Regions from separate parts of the Mus musculus genome. Here region 2 is linked to region 1. Evidence: chromatin contacts called from public Hi-C data. All regions are on one chromosome and are shown on one strand. Each heading gives the region's core, a stretch centred on a gene start, on an enhancer-like site or on the middle of the called end of the contact. The rest is flanking DNA. Distances are from core to core; before and after follow the strand shown. Region 1 has its middle 350 kb from the start of Ndst4. Region 2 has its middle 130 kb from the start of Ndst4.

The links. Hi-C and Micro-C count contacts between places; a contact is called where the count stands out from the background.
Region 2: a Hi-C map of the G1E-ER4 cell line shows a contact between it and region 1, with 8 times the contacts expected there. The contact joins two enhancer-like sites. A contact is called at or near these places in 1 of 15 datasets of contacts at CTCF or cohesin (the G1E-ER4 cell line) and 4 of 484 Hi-C or Micro-C datasets (the AML12 cell line and the G1E-ER4 cell line).

Annotation. Positions count from the first base shown.
Region 1 is chr3:125,051,320-125,054,366 of GRCm38.p6, reverse strand. No RefSeq gene overlaps it. Among named protein-coding and RNA genes, the nearest start is that of Ndst4, 350 kb to the left of the region's middle. Within about 2 kb of position 1,781, at least 1 of the 459 cell types and tissues checked has an H3K27ac peak or open chromatin away from gene starts, as enhancers often do. A contact at or near this core is called in the G1E-ER4 cell line, where this site is marked.
Region 2 is chr3:125,269,492-125,272,515 of GRCm38.p6, reverse strand. No RefSeq gene overlaps it. Among named protein-coding and RNA genes, the nearest start is that of Ndst4, 130 kb to the left of the region's middle. Within about 2 kb of position 1,580, at least 14 of the 459 cell types and tissues checked have an H3K27ac peak or open chromatin away from gene starts, as enhancers often do. A contact at or near this core is called in the G1E-ER4 cell line, where this site is marked.

The DNA of each region.
Region 1 (3,047 bases), core at 532-3,031:
ATAGGCTATTGCTATGATAGCCTGAAAACACTTGAGAGCACACACAGTCAGAGTATTGTAGACTATTTTGTTAACATCACTTATTGTTTTTGAAAGAAACTTCTTTATCTAAAGGCCCAGTGTGGAAGGTATATCATACAATACATTTTTGGTCTTGGCTTTTACATAATATTTGTCATGAAAATGTTGCTAAATTAACTGATAGTAGAGGTTAACTTTATTTTAAAGCTTTTACATTTTAATAATCATAGATAACAATGCAATTATAGTTATCCTACTAGGAAAGGATATTGAGAATCTTAGAAATGGTGGCATAATGTGACTGCTTTATCAAAATATAAAGTCTATTTCAAGAAATGTAATCATGATTCCTACAGTAATGCCTGAATATACTTATAATATTGAGCATATCTATTTACAAAAAACACACACTAAGGAAATGCAACCTACTTGCCATCAAAGGTCCTGTGTTCCTACACATCAAATTATAAGAATAAAACACAACTCAAGTGAATGATTTGCACAAAAACATTTATTCTTCTCGTTTTCATATTTTGCCTGTTGTACTGACAATTAATCTGTGTGTTCTGTTACCGTCTTTCAAACAGCTCTGAGCGATGACATTGAGTTTCTGAGCTTGAAAGGAGTCACAATTTTGAATGTGACTACTAAATTGTAAATATGAAAATCACAAAGGAACTTTTCACTAAAAATGAAAAGCAAATAAATGCTGGCCAAAACAGAATGAGACATTTCCAAGTTCCTCTGACCTTAGATTCTCAGTAAACTTTTCAGATAATTTTCTATACATCTTTTTAAGCAGAAGAATTATGCACATAACATTCTTTACTAGATAGAAAGAAAGAAAGAAAGAAAGAAAGAAAGAAAGAAAGAAGGAAGGAAGGAAGGAAGGAAAGAAAGAAAGAAAGAAAGAAAGAAAGAAAGAGAAAAAGAAAGAGAAAAAGAAAGAGAAAAAGAAAGAGAAAAAGAAAGAGAAAAAGAAAGAGAAAAAGAAAGAAAAAACAGATATGGAAACATAGGTAAAACCAGCTGTTGAAAGCTGAAATCAAATGGCAATGGACATAACTAAAATGTGAGAAACTGGGCAATAGATTTAGTGCATGACTACCCACTTATCAAAATAGAATACTTTGTTGCTATGGTGAAAGGGTAGTGGACGGACATTTTGAGATTAACTCAGCATGCCTAGGGACCAGTCAATGCCAGCAAGCAGTAGCTCTGCATATGTCATGTCACTGGACTTGATGCTGATTTCACAGAACCATAAAGAGAGATCGAGCAAAGAATGAATGCCTGCCTCCTGCTCACCCACCTGGTCCCCTCCTCCCCCTTTTTTAAGTAATAGACCAACCACTTACTTTCAGGCTCCTTTGTTTAATGCTGTTAGGCAGCTCTGGCCTCACCAGGGAATTGAATTTCCACTGAATTGACTGGAATTATTCTGGAATATAAAGAAAAATCATTTTAACGTTGTTTTCTCTTGCTTGAATCTCCTTTCCTAATAAATTTTATTAAACTCTGTCTTATAAGCATTTTCAATCAATTTCAGTATTATCACGAAAATGATTTGAAGGATTAGTGAAACCAGTAATAGAGTGAGATTAATATACTTTCCTTGAATATTTTATTTTCTCTCTATTCCTTCTTCTTCTCATTCCCATCTTGCTCTTTATTGCACTTGGATTATTCTCTCACCCATCAGTGTTTCCTTTGCAGATTCATGCTTTCCTTAATAATTCAAGTCTCTCACAGGCAGAGCAACTTTAGCCACAGGAAATGAGAGTGACTTTGACTGTTAGGTGACCAACATCTAGCTGTTCAGGATCTGGAGGCATTCATTGGGATGGTATAGGTCAGGCTGGTGTTGCTTCACTGTAACACCCTCCTAGGAGAATTAAAAATATTGAAACTACTTGTTTGAACTTTCTAATGTCTTAAAATGAGATTTATGTTTATTCTATAATTCTAATATGGTTTGAAAGGATCTAAAATACATAAAAGATGCAGAACAATAAAAATCATAAAGTAGGTGTTATTTAAAAAATTTAAATTAAAACACCTACATATATACAATTATGTGGTTTTAATTATATATTTTTGTCCAGTTTACTTACCTTTGAAACAAGCCCAAAGACTAAAATGATAAATACAATTACAGCAATTTCAATAATTATACATTTTGTCGAAGAAAATATATTCTTTTCACATTATTTCCTTGGTAACTACAGCAAGCCAAAATAATAAAGGCTAACATGAACATTTTCTTGTGAGAGGCATAAATGGAATTATTTTCCCAAATTACTATTGATTACCTAAAATCATTTTCTATAAAGGTCATTTTAAATTGGCCATGCTCATTATTCAAGAGCCTATTATTCTGATTTGAATTGAAATGGGCATTTCTTATTATAACCTATATAGAATGATACATTATGTATTATTATAATTTCAACATGTGCATTTATGAAATACTGAAAAATAATATGAGTGACTCTAAAGTATTTTAACTATCTCAATGAATGCAAAATTTGCTTCTCAAAAATTTTAGCAAAAATTTTCATGGGCATTTAGCAATTTTGAAATTATTAGCAATGTGAAAATAAAGCCAAACAAAAACAACAACACCAGCTTTCCTCTCACTGGCTCCCCTTGGCAAACAGACATAATCAGACCTAGGCTGCAAAGTACTACTTACAACCATGCTTATTTCATGGCAAAACGATTTCACTTGTTTCTGAAGAATGTCATCATGAAGATTGGTACCCTAATGCAGATCTTGTTTTACAAATGTAAGTTGACGTAATGATATTGGGCAGATATGTGGGCATCTGGTAGTGTGTTGTTGAGAAAAGTTCAGAACTGATTTTCATGTCCATCTTCCTTAAAGCCATACCCATTATTCCTCAGTGCTCTGTGAACATTCCAAATTTGTCCTAGGTGCATATTTTACTATATTTGTCCCAAGGGCCAGAATTACAGAAAACCTCATAATTTATGGTCTAATAAGTTTCCACTTTTATTTCCTC
Region 2 (3,024 bases), core at 331-2,830, 220 kb before region 1:
TCTGCTGGCTTCCTGTGGGAATTTATTGAAGCCTTTTAACTTCATAAAAAAAGCCTTGTCCCCGTTAAAGATAGTATAGGAGGGAAGAGTCTCTTCTATGTTTAAATTCCATTAGAGCTTTGTGGGTTTTCACTTCCTAAATGGACCCTTTCACTTCTGAAGGAAATTCTTTGAGGTCTATGCTTATTTGTTCTCAGCAAAAATATGATACACTTGAGTAATACAAACCACTCTTTAAAATTAGTAATTATTCATTTCCTTACTGTGAAAGTATAACTGAATTATAGTTTTCAAATTAAATAATTTGTTATGATGTAAAAGTTTTAAGTTTATAGTGAAACCCAGCTAAATTGAGTATTTAATCAGTAGTATTTTTTTAACTATAGGAGGAAGTGTTAAATAAAAAAATGTTTATAATAGCAATATGACAAACTTTGTAAGCCATTTCAAACATGATTATGCAATTATTTCCAAACTTCATTCATAGTTACCATTAGATAATCTTTATTATTGTTGTATGTTTTTGTATGATATAGTGTACCACTGTGGGTATGTGCATGCCACTGTGCATATTAGAAGGTTTGAGTGGGTTCTCTTCTTTTAACCCCAGAGTTCCAGGGGTCAGACTTGCATCTTCAGCTGGTTCAACAAGTCCTTTTAGCTACTAACCTATCCTATTGGCCCCTGCTCTTAGATTTTGATATAGGGCGGATTGAATTTTAGATCTTTGTGCACAGCAAAGTGCTTAGCTTACAGAACCATTAATAAATGCACACAAAGCCCATGATTATATGCGATACACACATAAAAGAAACTTAGATTTATTCCTGAATGTTACACGGATGGTGTGTTTAGAAACTGCACACACATGTTTCTTAAAGATGGAAACATCCTGAGGACAAAGGAATACTGGAATCATATTGACCCATACCACCTAGTTCCCCTGTGAAAAACTCACTAAACACAGCACTCAGTGCATACAACCCCCCCCCCCCCCACACACACACACACACACACAAGGTCACAGCAAATTGAACAGAACAGAAACAGAGCATTCTTTCTCTGTTGATTTATAACAAAATGCCTGCAGGGGGCATGGCTGACAAGAAAGAGAATGCTTTCACAGCTCCTGAGAATGTAAATTATTAAAGAAGCCAAAGTAAAACTCGGGAGTTGAAAATAGGAGATTGTGTGAGTTTGTGTTTGCCTGTTATACCTCCTGGCTCAATTCCTTACAACCAATTCAACCTCTGACCCAAAAACGTTGTCTTCTAGAAAAACTCAGTGCTTGAACTACATAGTGGGCTGGAAGATAGGTTCAGCCTTGGGAATATAAATAGAATCAAGTGGAAAGCGGAGCCCATTTCCCTTTCTTCTTCCTTTCTGGGAAGGCAGGCAGCTATTTAGTGTGTCTCAAGGAATCAGGAAATGATAGATTCCGGTAAGAATGGTCAGTACAGCTCAACCTGCAGTAGACGCCTCAATCAAATACTTTCCCTAGAGCTGACACCAGATCCTATGGTCCTCTCTAAACCCAATCTGCTAGGGAGAATTTTCTGTACTTTTGAGGTGAGTCACCAATAAGAAGTGAGATAAGAAGCAGGCAGTTGGGAGTGTTAAGGTGCGATTAGATGTAGCTGAGCAACTGAAGTTGAAGGCAGGTTGAGGGATGCAGAGCTAAGAGTATTGATAAGGGCATGCTTCTCCAGGCACGAGATAAGTGACGCCCAGCAATTATGCCATAAAGGCAAGTTGAAATTGAAAAAAAAAAGGAAAGAAAACTTACAGAAATGGAGACTGAGACAAGGAAAGCAATGGAAGGCACAAAGATAAAGAGTTGAATCAAGGCAGATTATCCCATGAGGATAAAAGAAGATATTGCTTCTTTAAAAGAGTGATCTGATTAGAGGGTGATAGTGGAGAGAAATGAGGTTTTTACAAGGTAAATACTCTTTAGTGAGATAAATAAAATAGTTAAAAGTAACAATAAGTTATCATTTTTAATAAGTTAATTTTCAGTGTGGGCTCTAGTCTAGAAGGTGCAGTCAGTATGTCTTCCTTGACACAGTCTATATATGTACATCAGATTTTTTTTTCCAATTTAGTATGTTAAATTTGTATTTCTCATCGTACTTCCTTACTAAACATTGAATTCAAACTGTGCCTCTTTTATTATAGGAAACTCAGTAATATCCTTTTTTTCCACATACATATCTATACAGATAAGTTATTGTTCCATTGTGGCTGAGGAGAGCAGAATGCTGCCAAACAGAAATGATAAAAACAAAAAAAAGCAACAACAACAACAAACAAACAAATAAACAAACACCAAAGTTAATGGAACCCTTCTGTGTCTACCTATACATAGGAATTTAAATCAAAAGGACAAAATATTTTCATGTTTCCAAATTTCTTAATTGCTAGTGTGGCAGAAAGAGATGATGAGATAATTAAATGATTCATTTTCATATTAGGAGAGTAGAACAAACATCGCATGAAATTCTGTAGAGTCTGCATCTGCTCTGGCATCATGACTGGGTTATATCAGTTTCTCCGTGAATGGCTTCAATATAAAAGTTTTGAATTTTTTCTTTCTTTTTGATGTGTTCCAAATGAGTTTTATGAGACCACCCTTTATATCATTAGTCAAATCAGCTGGTTTCTTGATTACTCCCGTTTTGAACATTTTACTTTAAAAGGTCACTCTCAGTTCCAAACCTAAGAAAATGACTCATAATTGCTTACATTACTACCATTTTAGATTTTGTCCTCTTAGGCAATTTTGATTATATGATAGGCAGCCAGTGACTCCCATGTGGATGATCCTATGTTAGTGCACTGTTTCTTTGCATACACTATCCCTCGGTGCCCTAACTGTCCTTTCTTTACATACACCATCCCTCGGTGCCCTAACTGTCCTTTCTTTACATACACTATCCCTCGGTGCCCTAACTGTCCTTTGACATTGTCTTGAAAACTAATGCAAAAGGAAACCTAGAGGAGGAGGTATCATTGGGTTGCATC